Linked DNA regions of Mus musculus: region 1 is linked to region 2. The links are chromatin contacts, called in public HiChIP or PLAC-seq maps. All regions are on one chromosome and are shown on one strand. The core of a region is the stretch at or near the end of the contact, and the rest is flanking DNA. Distances in the headings are between cores, read along the strand shown. Region 1 overlaps Efcab12 (EF-hand calcium binding domain 12). Region 2 overlaps Raf1 (v-raf-leukemia viral oncogene 1).

Region 1 (6,881 bases), core at 271-2,770, 170 kb before region 2:
AACTAGAAATATCTTTAGAGACCCAGCCTCTTGGGCTGCCTTATGCCATGTGTCGGAAGGACTCTAAACTTGAGTTATTAAATTTAACACTAACCATCTGTAGCAATGTAACAATTATTAATCTTAACCAACAACTTATGAGCTGATTGTGAAAACACTCAGAGCACATTATCAATAAAAAAGAACCAAATGAAGCAGTTACATTTAGACCAATCAGAGAATAATAATTTTTGTAGCTACAACCATAAAAATAAAAAACACTTTACCATTGTCAAACACATTAATCATGAACCATTTACTAGCTTTTTTACTCTGAAACTTAGAGGCTGTGCACTCGCCCTTATTTCCTAAAACGAACAGTTTTTCCAGCAGGGGCCCTCTCGCCACGTGTCTGATTCCTGGCTGAAACACGTGGCTCTCGGCTTTGCAGATAAAGTTTTTTATACCATCTTTATTATCCAACACAAAACATAGAACATTCATTCATACAGACTGGACACGAACATACATGAATTGAACACGAGAACAGATTGGTGCACCGGACATTAGACAAGACACAAAAGGGAACAGAGTACTCTTGCTATAAGGCCCAGAGAGAAATTTCTCTCTGCTTTTGGGGACACTTTCCTCCCTTATGATGCATTTTTTATTAACTGGGGCAATCCGCCTATTCCTTTTAATAAACCCTTTCTTTTCTCACACCTCATGTAGCTTCGGAGAGCTACGGCCTACCGCCTATTACCCAGCTCCTCACTGCTGAACCTAAGTGAACCAGCGCTCGGGTTTAACGCTGTCTCAGCTTAGCCCATACCTTCTCCGGTATGAATTTCCCTTATCCTTTATTTTATGGAGCTCCGAACCAGCAGCGTCTCTTCCAAAAATCCTTTGCCGTTTCTCAGTCCCGCGTTGGTTCGCCAATTGTTGTGTCCGGCCAGCAGACCACAACCTGGGTTCTAGCCTGGAAAGGCATTTTGGAAACCTGGAAGAGAAGAGGGGCTAGGTGGCGAGAGAAAAGAATGTAGCCAAGACAGTTACTCTGATCAAGGCTCAAATTTTATTGTTGCGACACTAGTTATGAAGGAAGGGGGAGGGGACCCGATTCCCGCCGAATAATCTCGGGTCCAGTAGAAAGGTGCACGTGTGTGGCTCCTCAGGTTCCAGCAGTGGGCGTGGCAGAACGAATGAGCAGGAAGCTCCACCCCGAGCAAGCAGGTTTCAGGCTGGGGGAGGGGAGACTACACATGAGGGCTAGCCAATTGGAGTTAAGAGCTACCCAGATGGAACATGGCAAATTATGACTTGGTTTACTGAAGGGAACATAGATTCTAATAGCATTGAGGGGATATCTACCCGGTTCTAGTGATGATTGAGGCATTATAAATATAAAGCTTGTGTTTCTTTTATCTGGGAACAGGATAATCAAAGACAGGGTAGAAGCCCCTGCTGGAGATTGAATACTTCCTACAACAGCAGACCAGCACTTAGACCCAAGCTCTCTGGCTCAGAGCCTTTGCCCCCACCAGAGGGTGCTGTGATACCTAGGATGGTCAGACAGAATGAGGTAGATTCTTTGGAGCACATGCAGAGTGTAATAGGAATCAGACTGTAGAAAAGCCCTTGGCTTCATGTCTTCTGTTGGTGTGTGCAGGTGATGTTAGCTAACACCGTTTTCCTTACCATTGTGATGCAGTGATGCAGCCAGGCCAGGGACCAGGCACCCTGATACACAACTAGTTCCTACAACAGCCCCTTCCCTCATTTCTTCTTAGTGCTCTTCCAAAAAGGAAGTCACCCTGTAACCTTCTTCTCCCAAGGGTCCCACCACTCTTTCACCTCCATAGAAGATGACCTCGATGAAACCACCAGCAAGGTTCCTGTCTTCAAACCTGAGCTAGTCACTGCCCATTGCTTCAGGCAGTTGAAGCAGAAAGACTTCCGCCTGCCAAAGAGCCGCCGGAGGATCATCATTGTGCCTGGCACAAAGGACCAAGTGCCAGCCCGGCCCACAGTTCCGCCTGAAGCTCCCCTCCCACTCATGCCTAGCTTCAGAGTTCTGGATACTAGCGACACCCAGGAGCTACCAGTGGACAAGAAGGTCTGGCTGAATCAGAGGGCAAAGCTTCGGAGGCAGCTGGAGACATTCGGTGATGTCAAGACATGGCTGGACAATAAGCCCAACATCACATCATCAGAGTTCAGGGTTCTGTCCATGATTCGCCAGGAGCAGAAAACCCCAAAACATACCTTGATTTCAATCAGGAGAGCCAAGGTGAGAAGTCCTAATGGCCAGAAGGTGCTGAAGGCGTCAGGGTAGTTGTTGTCATTTTGTTTCCTTGGATTAGACATGACAAAGTGGTTTACCCCCATTTTACAGAGGAGCAAAACCGAGTCCCCAAAGGAAAGTGTATGAGTGATCTATTGCTGCATAACAAATACTCCAGAGTGACTTTAAAAAGAAAAGAATCAAATGACTATCATTCTATACAGCTGTGTCTGTGATTCTGGAATCTAACTAAAAGGCTTTGTCTCCATCCATATTAAGAGACTGCAGTGCAATACAGAGGACAGCCTCTGCCTCCCAAGCTTGTTCAAATGGCTTCAGTGCCTACAATAAGAAGGCTTGCTGCCCACAAAGGAAGCCTTCCAGTATGGAGAGGAGGGGAGCCAGTGCTGGTTACACCCTCGGCTCTGGTCTTGTTACTGCGTCGTAACAGGATGAGCCGCTGAGTACTGGCCGCACCATGGGAATAGAAAGAGTCCATCTTGGCAGGGGGAAAGTCAAGGACCACGTGGATGTGATTTCAAAGCACCCCGGCTGGGGCACACTAGCAGTCTGTCTTGATGATGGACACCTGTCTGCTGGCGTGGGCAGGTGATAAACCAGTGCTTGTGGGCTGATTTGAAGATCAAGGCTATCGGGTTAGGGAGAGGAGGAAGGCCACCTGTGATGTCATTGCCTAACTTGGAACCATGGTTTGTACACTAAGAATTGAAGGTCAGCCCCCCATCCTCAATAAGCCAATGAAAGTACCCTAGTAAGAACAGGGGGTAAAAATGAGATTTATTCAGTATGGCCACATTGAGAACAGGGCAAATATATGCAGTGGATCCTGACCTCCAGACCATCTTTGGGCTTCAAAGTGAGATTGAACTTTAACAAGAGGGGTAGGGATATGCACATCTAAGCAGTCCTCCTCATCTGCCCCACTCTTGCCTCTTCTAGGACAGAGCTCTCAGACATGTCCGCCTAATTGCACCACAGCTGCGGCTGCCTAAGCCCCCTGTCCTGTCTGACATGTACGCCTACCTTCGTAGTCGAAAGATCAAGATCCTAGAGATATTTAGCAAGGGGGAGCGGGGCGAGAACCAGCGCATCTCCAGGGAGGAATTTCTCATGGCTCTGAAGGCGGTAAGTATGAGCTTCCCAACGGGGCTTGGTGTATGGTCCTCCCTCCCTTCCCCAGGCTCTGCACTCCTGAGGGGCAGCCTCCTATTTGCAGAACCACACTAGGAAACATGGCACAACCCACTGTCAGTTCACAGCCTTAAAACAACCAGGCTGACCTGGAGAGATGGCTCAGGGGTTATGAGCCTGGCTGCTCTCACAGAGGACCCACACGGCCACTACCAATCACCTCTAACTCCATCCGCAAAGGATCTAACGTCCTATTCTGGCTTCCAAGTGCCCTGCACGCACATGCTGCATAGATACACATGAGGGCAGAACATTCATATACACACCCAAGATAAGCTGCATACATTCTTAACTGCTGTCCCAGCCCTCTCGCCCATAGCTGTCTCTCCAGCAGGGGCTTCATACACCAGCAAGCTCTTTACTACTGAACTATATATATCCAGACTTATACTTTCAACTAATCAATTTCCAAACATTTTTATGAAATACAATTATGTGAACATCCAAAACATTTTTTTTTCAGAGCTGAGGACTGAACCCAGGGCCTTGTGCTTGCTAGGCAACTGCTCTACCACTGAGCTAAGTCCCCAACCCTCAAAACCTTTTTTAAAAGTTAATGTCTTCAACTAATAAAACAAACAAAACAAAAGTTTAAATATTAAATCCTGGGCCAGGAGAGGTGGCTTAGCAGTTAAGAGCACTTACTGTTCTTGCAAAGGACCGAAGTTCACAGCACCCAATGACAGCGCACAATCCCCTGTACGCCAGTTCCATGGTAGCTGTCACCTTCTTTGAAACTCTGTGGATACTAGGCATGTTTGTGGTTCACTTACAGACATACAGTCAAGACACTCATACACATAAAATAAAAATAAATCTTTTTTAAAATGCTTAACTATGAAGTTCTTTCGCACCAGGGCAGTTCCGAGCTGATCCAAGGACAGCTAAGTAAGCAGTGACTGTTGTCTAAAGAGAATGGAGAGACGACTATATTCATAATCACGTTTCCTTTCAAACTTGTCTTTATGAACATTCAATGTTTGTTTCCTTTCACACTTTTCTTTATGAACATTCACTGTTTCTGGGTAAGTACAGCATACCTCCAAAGATGTCTATTGTCCTTTGTATTAGTCAGCGTTCTCTAGAGAAACAGAACTGATTTAAAAAGTATGTATGTATTGTATGTATGTATGTATGTGTGTGTGTGTGTGTGTGTGTGTATGTATGTATGTATGTATGTATGTTCAGTATTTATTAGGGCAGCTTACAGGTTATGGTCCAACTAGTCCAACAGTGGTTGTATCCAGATGGAAGGTCCAACAATCCAGTAGTTGTTCGGTCTAGATGTCTCAGCTGGTCTTCAGTATATGTTGAAATCCCAAAGGAGAAGTAGCCTTTAATGCCAGTGAAGGGATGATTTGCCAGTGAGAGTGAGGGCAGGCAGAGAAAGAGCAAAGGCTTCCGCCATCCAGTCCTTCACGTCGATTTCCGGCGAGTATACCCAGCTACTTGGGGTTTAGTTAATTCCAGATGTAGTCAGGTTGACAACCAAGAATAGCCAACATATCCTTAAAATAAAAAAGTATGGATTTCTAATACTTTAGTCAAGGAGGGCATACTTGTTCCTCGTGTATAATGATGGATGTACGACTTTCTTCCTGACTGGAATGTTAATCAACTGAAAGAGACTGTAAAGATAGAGGCTTATCTGGCCTGAGTTTTTAAAGAGGGATAGGAGTTTTTCAGGCAGAAAGAGGGAGCTGCCTGTGCAAAAGCCAGGTGTGATAAATTCCAGAATGCATCAGGGGCCTGACAAGGGCTCTGCACTACGTAGCAGGGAGTTCAAGAGTGGAGCCCAGCCTGCTGGTGAGGAGGAGGTGGGCCTCAGTAACTTCTTGTGCCTCCTCAGGTAGGAGTTCCTCTGAAGAACCAAGAGCTGGAGGACATCATCATCTACCTCGGCTCTCTTGGCAAGCAGAACACCATCACCACAGAAGCCCTGGCCAGTACCTACAAGCAGTGGTCACTGGCCCAGCAGAAAAGCACCATACCTAGTGCCAAGGAGTGTGCGTGCCCCACCCCAAACCCCGCCCTGGGAACCAGCCTGGCTTTCTCCAGCACTACATCCTCTAGTGGCTCCTCCTTCTCTGACTTGCTATAGGTTTGCCAAGCTCTGGAGTTTCCAGACACAGAGACTAATGAGGAGATGGATATTTTCTCAAAGGCCCAGCTGCCCTTTTGTCTATTCAAAGATGAAGTCCAGCCCCTGTTCTTAGAGGGTCATAAACTATTGCTTTAAAACAAAATGGAGGGCTGGGCATGTAGAGAAGTTGGCAGAGTGTTTGTCTAGCATGTTGGAAGTCTATTCCCAGCACAGCATAAACTAAGCTTCGTGTTGCACATCTACAATTCTAGCAGTCGGGATGGAGGTGGGACATCCTTGGCTGTGTAGAGAGTTTGAGGTCAGTGTGGGATACAGAAGAGTTTATCAGAGAGAGGCGGGTGGAAGGCTAACTGAAATCTCTTGCTCAGAAACTGAACATGTTTGGTGTTAGCTGCTTTGGGCTTCCTGTCATCATGGATATTATAAGGCATGCTGTGAACAGCTGTGTAGGTTATACACAGCCCACATTATATTTGCCCTCATGTGCTTGGGCTACATCTGTCCAAACGCAGCAAGAAGAGGCAAACTAGAAAGGATGCTCTAATATGTGGGCTGCGGATTTACTGCACAAACCTGGATCTTTGTTTTGATTGTTTGAGACAGGGCCTCTCTACATAGCTCTTGCTGTCCTGGAACTCACTGCCTCAAACTCTCAGAGTTCCACCTGCCTCTGTCTCTGGAGTGCTGGGATTACAGGTGTAGGCCGCCATGCCTAGTTTTGGGTAGTGCTGACATTGAACTCTGGGTTCTGTGCATTAGGCAAGCATTCCACCAACTGAGCTATGCCCCCTCAGTCTTTGTCTTTTCTTTTTAAAATTTTATTATTATTATAAGAAGAAGAAAAAACAAACAAACAGTTGCAACACCCCCCATCCCAGCTCCCATTCAAATAGAGCAACATCATTATTCTTTAAGTGGAATGAATGGGTCTTGCTCTGCCCCTATCCACCAGGCTGGCTAGAAATTAACTTCAGACACATTTTAGGGACAAGTGGGGTTCTCTCTCTTTTGAGATGAAATAAAAGTTGCCAGGAAGTAGTGGTGGGGTTTTCTTGCAGGGGTGCCAAGCCCAAGCAGGGTTTCTAGGGTCAGGGTGAATGGCCACACCAAGAGTGTGTAATATCCTCCCTGGTATGTGTCTTAGGCAGCTCTTGCATGGTGTGTATTCCCCAGTTCTAGATGTCAGACTTCCTGTCTGTGGCTGTCCTACAGACACATTGGCACCCAAGCCCAGCCCACTCCCATGAGGGTCCCTGATACATCAGAACCCAGGAAACCCAATCACCCTCACAGTTCTGATGG
Region 2 (6,996 bases), core at 4,353-6,852:
TCATTGTTGTGGTTCATAGGTGTCATAGCTGGGCAGGACTGCTGGTTGCTTCCCACCTTTGAAAGCTTGCATGGTGCCTTCTGGTACCATGCCTCAGGTAGGAAGCATTTAGGTCAGTTTCAGCTCAGAGGTCTTTGGGCCCTGTATCATGCATAATGTCTTCAGCAGTAGCAACTTAATTTTCACCCCTGGGGTAGGAGTGTGTAGCCAAGGGCAGTAGCTTCTAATATCTTGGGAGTCTATTGGACAGCCTTGACCAACAACTCAAAAGATGGCTTCTCACACCTGCCTTGGGGGTTTTTGTTTGATGGTCTTTGATTCTTGGAGGGAGTAGCATCAGCCCAGATGCAAAATTTTCACACGCAGACGCATGCATGCACTACAATAATTCACCACTGTTTTCTTGCTGAACTGCAAACAACTGTCACTGGGAACCATGAAAATAAAGATAAAAAATTCTGGGATTGGGAAAGCAATAGAGAAGGGAATAGTGGAGTACAGTGATTTTATCAGGGAAATGGGAAGAGGGGGCTGCATGTGTGTGTGACATGTGTTCACTTGGCATGTTTGCATGGCATGTTCAGGTGCATGCACAGGTTTGTGGGTATTAAGTGTGATATCAAGTCCTCCTTGATCATTCTTCACCTTATATATTGAAGCAAGAGTTTCTAACTCAACCTGGAGCTGGCATATTTGGCCAATCTAGCTAGTCAGCTTGTTCTCCTGGGATCCCTTTGCTCTATCCCGAGTGCTCAGATTACAGATGTGCTGCCACACCTGTCTGGCCTTAATATGGGTGCTGGGAATTCTAACTCAGGTTCTCATACATGTGTTAAAACACTATCCACTGAACCTTTTCTCAGCCCTCCAATGATGCCTGTCCCCTCCTTGTGTTTTAGAATATTACACTCTTCAAGGGTCTTCTGAGTGTTCAGATTCAAGCCATAGCTCCTTGTAATACTCATTTAAGATTATTGATACATAGGATTCCTTTACTTATTGAGACAGAGTTTTGTGTGTCTGAGGCTGGCTTGAATTTACTGTGTAGTCTTAGTATAACATTGAACTTCTGATTGTCTTGCTTCCACTGTTAGCTGGGATTAGAGGTATGTACCATTGTGCATAGTTTGTAATACATAGACTTTAATATACTTTCACTTTAACAGAAATTTTAAAAGTACTTTTTAAAATTTAAAATTTTAAAATTTAAAAGTGTGTGTGTGTGTTTCTGTTGTGTACAGTTGTTTTCCGAGTCCAGAAGATGGAATAAGATCTGGAACTGGCAGTTGTGAGCTGTCTGGCAAAGGCTGGAACTGACCTTGATTCTTCCCGATGAGAAGGGATCTTAACCCTTAGCCATTGTTCCAGCTCTCACTTAGTGAATTGTAAAATGTTTTTATCACCCCCAAAATAAAACTTATTAGGGAACCACTAATCTGCCTTTTACTTGTTCTTTGTTTCTGTTCCCCCATTCCTTATACTTTTTTGTTGTTGTTGTTTTTTTCGAGACACGGTTTCTCTGTATAGCCCTGGCTGTCCTGGAACTTACTCTGTATACCAGGCTGGACTCAAACTCAGAAATCTGCCTGCCTCTGCCTCCAAAGTGCTGGGATTAAAGGCGTGTGCCACCACCTCCCAGCTCCTTCTTTCCTTATAGTTCTCTTTCTTTCTCTTATCTTTATCTTGCTGTATCTAGCTGGCCTCACACTTATAGCTTCCAGGTAGTCGTCTGTCCTTAGCTTTCTGAGAAGCAGGGACTATGGGCACATTATCATATTATTTATATGAATTTGCCAATTTGAGACTTTTGTATGAATAGAGTCAGTATTTGGACTTTGCCTTGGCCCAATGTCTAACATTGCTGTGTTTTCACATGTGCGGTGCTGTCTCCCTCACTGTGCTCTGGACAACCAAAACTCAAGCTGAAAGGTAATTGTTGAATAGGAGTCATCTTTTGCTGGTCTGGGTTCATTGCCATGAGAGACTTTTAAAAATTACTATTTATTTTTTATTTTTTATTTATATGTGTGTTTTGCCTGTATGTGTGTCTGTGCACCATGTACTTGCCTGGTGCCCATGGGAGCCAGAAGAAGGCACCAGATCCCCTAGAACTAGAGATACAGATGGTTGCTCACTGCCATTGGGTGCTAACGACTGAACCCAGGTCCTCTAGAAGAGCACCCTGAGGCTTGAGCCCTCTCTCCAGCTCCTCAAGAGTGACTGCTGAAAGCATGAAGGTCCAGAGCTTTGTCTCTGGCATATACTGCTTCCCTTCTGCCTTTGGCTTTGAGCTGCAGCAGAGGCCCTGAGCAGAAGTCAAGCAGACACTGTGACATACTGTTGCCTTTCTAGCCTCCAGACCATGAGCCAAAATAACTGTACAAATGCTGTCTCATGTTCTGTTGGAACAACTGAAAATGGACTGACACTCTTGTCCTCAGTTCTGCTTTTCCCAGTATTTTCCTATTATTAAGAACATACCTGTGTTAGATGAGTTCTTAAAATATTAGCTGGACAGTTAGAAATGAACAATTCTTGAGTTTTAAATTGTGTGCCATTTGGGGTAGCATGAGGAAATCTTACATCATCTTTTCTGTCCTGCCTGGGACACGAGTCATCTTCTGGTTCAGCATGCTTGTGTAGATCTATATGCTTCCCTCCAGTCACATAGTTGCTGTCTTGCTATCAGATCCTCTGTGTGGTATTGCAGACTGGTACTCACACTAACCCCTGCCCCCCCCCCCCGTTTTTTTTTTTTTTTTTTTTACTTGATAATGGCTCATTTTGCAAGAGGATAAACTGAAGAGAAGCAATAAGAAACCTAAGAAAAGAAGTGTGCAAACTGTAGACATCTGTGCTGCGAAGGAATAAGAGATTTGTTCCAGCTTTGCTGTTGTGCCTCACAGTTGTGGCCATCCTGCATGACAAGCTGGGCATTGGGGAGTTTGACTAGAACTTATTAAGTACTAGCTATGGGCCCTGGCCTTACTGAGGTCTGAAATATACACCTGCAGCATGAGGGACTTCTCTACTAGAATTTAATTCCTTTTTTTTGTTTGTTTCTTTTAAAAAAAATACTTTTATTTAATCTTTGGCAGTATCATGCATGTGTGTATATTTTGATCCTACCTTCCAACTCCTCATTACTTTTTATAATCAAGTACTACTAATCTTTTGTTTAGATAATGTCTCCTTGTCACTTAATGGACTTTGGGTCCCTGCCCCCCTTGGCTATTTGGAATAATGCTGATAGGGAATCTGATGTTTTAAGGTTAGTAACACCACTTGGGCTGGAGCCGTGGCTCAGCACTTCAGAAGGCTGCTTGTTCTTGCAGAGCATCTGGTTCAGTTCCCAGCACCCACAGTAGTTGACTCCCAACCACTTGTAACTCCAGCTCCAGGGCATCTACAGCTCTGGCCTCCATAGACACCTGTATTCACATGCAAATATCCTGCCCTCCATACACAAAAATGATAACAGTTTTTAAAATTACTTGGAAGTCCTATAATTTTAGTTGATAAAAAAATTGTTCTGGACAGACTTTTGGAAGGCAAAAGGATAATTTTATTAGGCTTTATGTTGTACATTGAAGATAGGATTTTTTTTTTAATTTGTAAATTGATGTCTCCAGATCTTGAGACTTCATGCTGGGAGTAGGACTTGATGCAGTGTTACCCATTCTTGCTGTCACAAGGAAGAAACCACTAAGAAAGATACTGAGGGTTAGGTAGCTGTCCTAGGAACTTCAGATTTAGTAATTTTAGTAATGTTCCACTTTTAATGATCAGCATGCTTTTTTTTTAAATGACATAATAAATTCAGTTAACTGTAACTAAAGAAATGGCAAAATATATGTACAATAAAGTTTCCTGGGTATACTGGTGCATATCCTTACTCCCACCCAGCACTTGGCAGGTGGAGGCAGGCAGCCCGCCTGGTCTCCTACATTGCAAGTTACAGGCCAGCCAGGGTTACATAGCGAGACCTTGTCTTAAAAAAAGAGGTTATGGCTGTAGAGAGGGCTCAGCAATTAAGAACGTTGGCTGCTCTTCTAGAGGACCTGGGTTTGGTTCCCAGTACTCACACTGGCTGACATATAGCCACCTGTAACTCCAGTTCCAGGAGATTTGATGTCCTCTTCTGGCCTCTATAGGCACCAGGCATGTACATGATGCACAGACATACATTCAGACAAAACACCAATACATATATCTATATCTATATCACCCATATATATATTTATATATATCACATATGTGATATTTATCTTTAATTATATATATAATAAGGATATATATATATATACACATATAAATTAAAGATAAATAAAATAACTTTTTAAAAGTTAACCACTTTTAAAGATTTATTATTCTATGAGTATGTGTGTGTGTTTCTGTGTACCACATGAATACAAATGCTCTCAGGCCAGAAGAGGATTCTGGGTTCCTCTGGAGTTACAGGTGGTTCAAGGTTAGCTTGTGTTAATCTAAAAATTCCAGTCTAGTCTATAGTCTAGATCCTGAGTCAAAACAACAATGACAAAAAACCCGAACCAAAAGTTGAGACTGTTTTGGCTTCTCTGTGTCATTTGTGTTTCCATATGAGTTTTAGGATCAGCTTGTCATCTTCTACAAAAATGTTTGATTTTTAAAAAAAATTAAAAAAATTTTTTGTCACCTTGACACAAGCTAGAATAATTTGAGAAGAGGGGGCCACAGTTGAAAAATGCTTCCATAACATTGGTCTACCTGTGGGTCATTTTCTTAATCAGTAACTGATTATGGGGGAGCCCAGTCCACTGTGGGTGGTCCTGGGAGTATAAGAAAGCAAGCCAGGAGGAGCAAGCCAGCAAATAGCACTCTTTTTATGGCCTCAGCTTTTTTTGTTCCTGCCTCAGGTTTCTGTCTCAAGTTCCTACCTTGACTTCTCTGGATGATGGAATACAGCTGTAAAATGAAATAAACCCTTTTCTCCCCAAGTTTTTTTTGGTCATGATATTTTATCACAGGATTGAAACCATAAATAGGGATTGATTGAAACCCCTAGATGAATGTGGAGATTATTGCCCCTTTAACAGTGACCTGTGTATTGATACGCATGGCCCAACATGCTCATGAGTTTGTCTGTTTTCAGTTTTTTTAATTTAATTTAATTAAAAAATTTTTTTTTCTGTTTTCAGTTTTAAGAACCCCATGCCCAGTGTCTCCATTTAAGATCAAGTTCCAGCTTTGATTCTGCTGTAATTTTTCAAGGTTGGGGCTAGAGTGTGAGGGAGATGGCTGTTAAATGAACATAAGTGTTCCTTTAAAGGGAAGTGTAGGTTGTGCATCTCACTTTGCTGAAAGAGAACTCTGTAGACTGCTTGTGAACAGTCAGCTGTGCTGGTACACTTGTGTGATCCCTGAACTTAGGAGGTGGAGGCTAGAGAGGCTAGGCTGGGCTACAATGAGGTCCCCTGTCTAGGAAAACAGGGTGGGCAGGGGAAGCCACGCAGCTTTTGAAATGACCCTTGATGTTTGCTTTGAGGCAGGAGAGATGACAGAGGACAGGCTTTGTTTAGCAAGAGACTGCTGGAGGTACAGGAGAGTGGAAGTGAACTGACAGACTTTAGGTCAGGTCTAGAATTTTATGGTGATTAGGTTTGTTTAAAAGCCTGGGGTGGGGCTGGAGTTCTGGCTCAGAGGTTGAGAGGTTAAGTGTACTGGCTGGTCTTGCAAAGGACTGGGGTGTGGTCCCAGTCCTCTTGTGGCAGCTCACAACTCAATTATCAGTAACTCCAGTTCCAGGGGCTCCAGTGCCATCTTTTAGCCTCCCTGGGCTCTAGGAACTGTTAAGTACAAGGTCATATTATGTAAAGGACATCTTTTCTGCTAGCATAGTGTTCCACTAAAGGCCTTTGCCTTTCTCACCTAACAGAAGAGCAGTGAGCTGCTGTACTTAAAATGTACTGCATTGCACCCAACATGTATTCCTTCATTTTGTGCATGCATGAGTGTGAGTGTGTGTTTGTGCCATGGGGCACATGTGGAGATCAGAGGGCAGCTTGATGCTGGTTCTTATCGTCCACCGTGTGAGTAGAGGTGATCAAACTCAGGACAGGGTTGATGTCAAGCCGTCTACACGCCCAGCATCTCTCTGGCCCTCCCTACCTTTTACATTTTTATTTATTTATGATTATTGTGTGTTTATGGCATGTGACTGCATATGTGCTTGCTATGGTTCAAATGTGGAGAACAGAGGACAACTTAATAAGAGTCATGTGTCACTTTGCACTATGGCTTCTGGATATTGAACTCAGGCTTGAATGACAAGTGCTTTTACCCAAGAGAGCCACTTCGTTGGCTCTGGTTCACTATTTATATTTATTATTTTACCTCAAATCAAGGAACAGCAGTGTTATATAAGAACTTGTAAGAATGTGGAGATTAAGCAGAGCTCCTAGGAGAGTTGCATATAATATTATACTTTCTATACTATTTTGGTAAAAGGAAGTCAGCAGTGTTACTTTAGTTAACTATCTGGTTTCTCCAGGGCTTTGAGCTAGATAGAAATTAGGAAGTATTAGAGAAATGCAAACAAAGCCCTTCTAGCACCAGCTGAGGCTTTCTCCCCCTCAAACCCCTGTTAGGGTCATTGGTTGTAGTCAGTGCCTTGCCCCATATTCCTTAAAGTCATCCAGGAGGGATGTGTCCTGTGTTTTGTGAAGTGCTGCCCTGTTGGATTATGTCAGTCATGTTCAGCCACCAGGAAGTTCTCAGAACCCAGCACAAGCCTTACTGCTTCCTCCATGGGGAAGATAATAAGCTTACGGGGCTAAGTTCCCAGAAAACAAAAGTAAAACAAAAAGCATATCTGTGTAGAAGGTTTCTAGAAGACTGAATTAGAACTTCTTTAATTGTGGAGAGTTAGAATGTTCTGAGTGAATTATCTTGGGCTACCTTTAGTCCTCTTAATAGTCATTCATTGTCCAAGCATCTATTTGGTCAAACACTTGG

Evidence for each region. HiChIP or PLAC-seq counts read pairs in DNA pulled down with a chosen protein or histone mark.
Region 1: a contact with region 2 is called in a FOXA1 HiChIP or PLAC-seq map of pancreatic cancer cells. The contact joins two enhancer-like sites. A contact is called at or near these places in 2 of 484 Hi-C or Micro-C datasets (embryonic stem cells and nephron progenitors), 1 of 115 datasets of contacts at active chromatin or transcription factors (pancreatic cancer cells) and 1 of 9 other capture datasets (pancreatic islet).

Annotation. Positions count from the first base shown.
Region 1 is chr6:115,818,645-115,825,525 of GRCm38.p6, reverse strand. It overlaps Efcab12 (EF-hand calcium binding domain 12), which reads left to right. Exons shown (of 9, transcript NM_001110506.1): 2 at 1,815-2,269; 3 at 3,224-3,409; 4 at 5,325-5,481. Among named protein-coding and RNA genes, the nearest start is that of Rpl32, 13 kb to the right of the region's middle. Within about 2 kb of position 1,520, at least 116 of the 459 cell types and tissues checked have an H3K27ac peak or open chromatin away from gene starts, as enhancers often do. A contact at or near this core is called in pancreatic cancer cells, where this site is marked.
Region 2 is chr6:115,649,772-115,656,767 of GRCm38.p6, reverse strand. All of the region lies in intron 1 of Raf1 (v-raf-leukemia viral oncogene 1), which reads left to right. Among named protein-coding and RNA genes, the nearest start is that of D830050J10Rik, 23 kb to the left of the region's middle. Within about 2 kb of position 5,602, at least 92 of the 459 cell types and tissues checked have an H3K27ac peak or open chromatin away from gene starts, as enhancers often do. A contact at or near this core is called in pancreatic cancer cells, where this site is marked.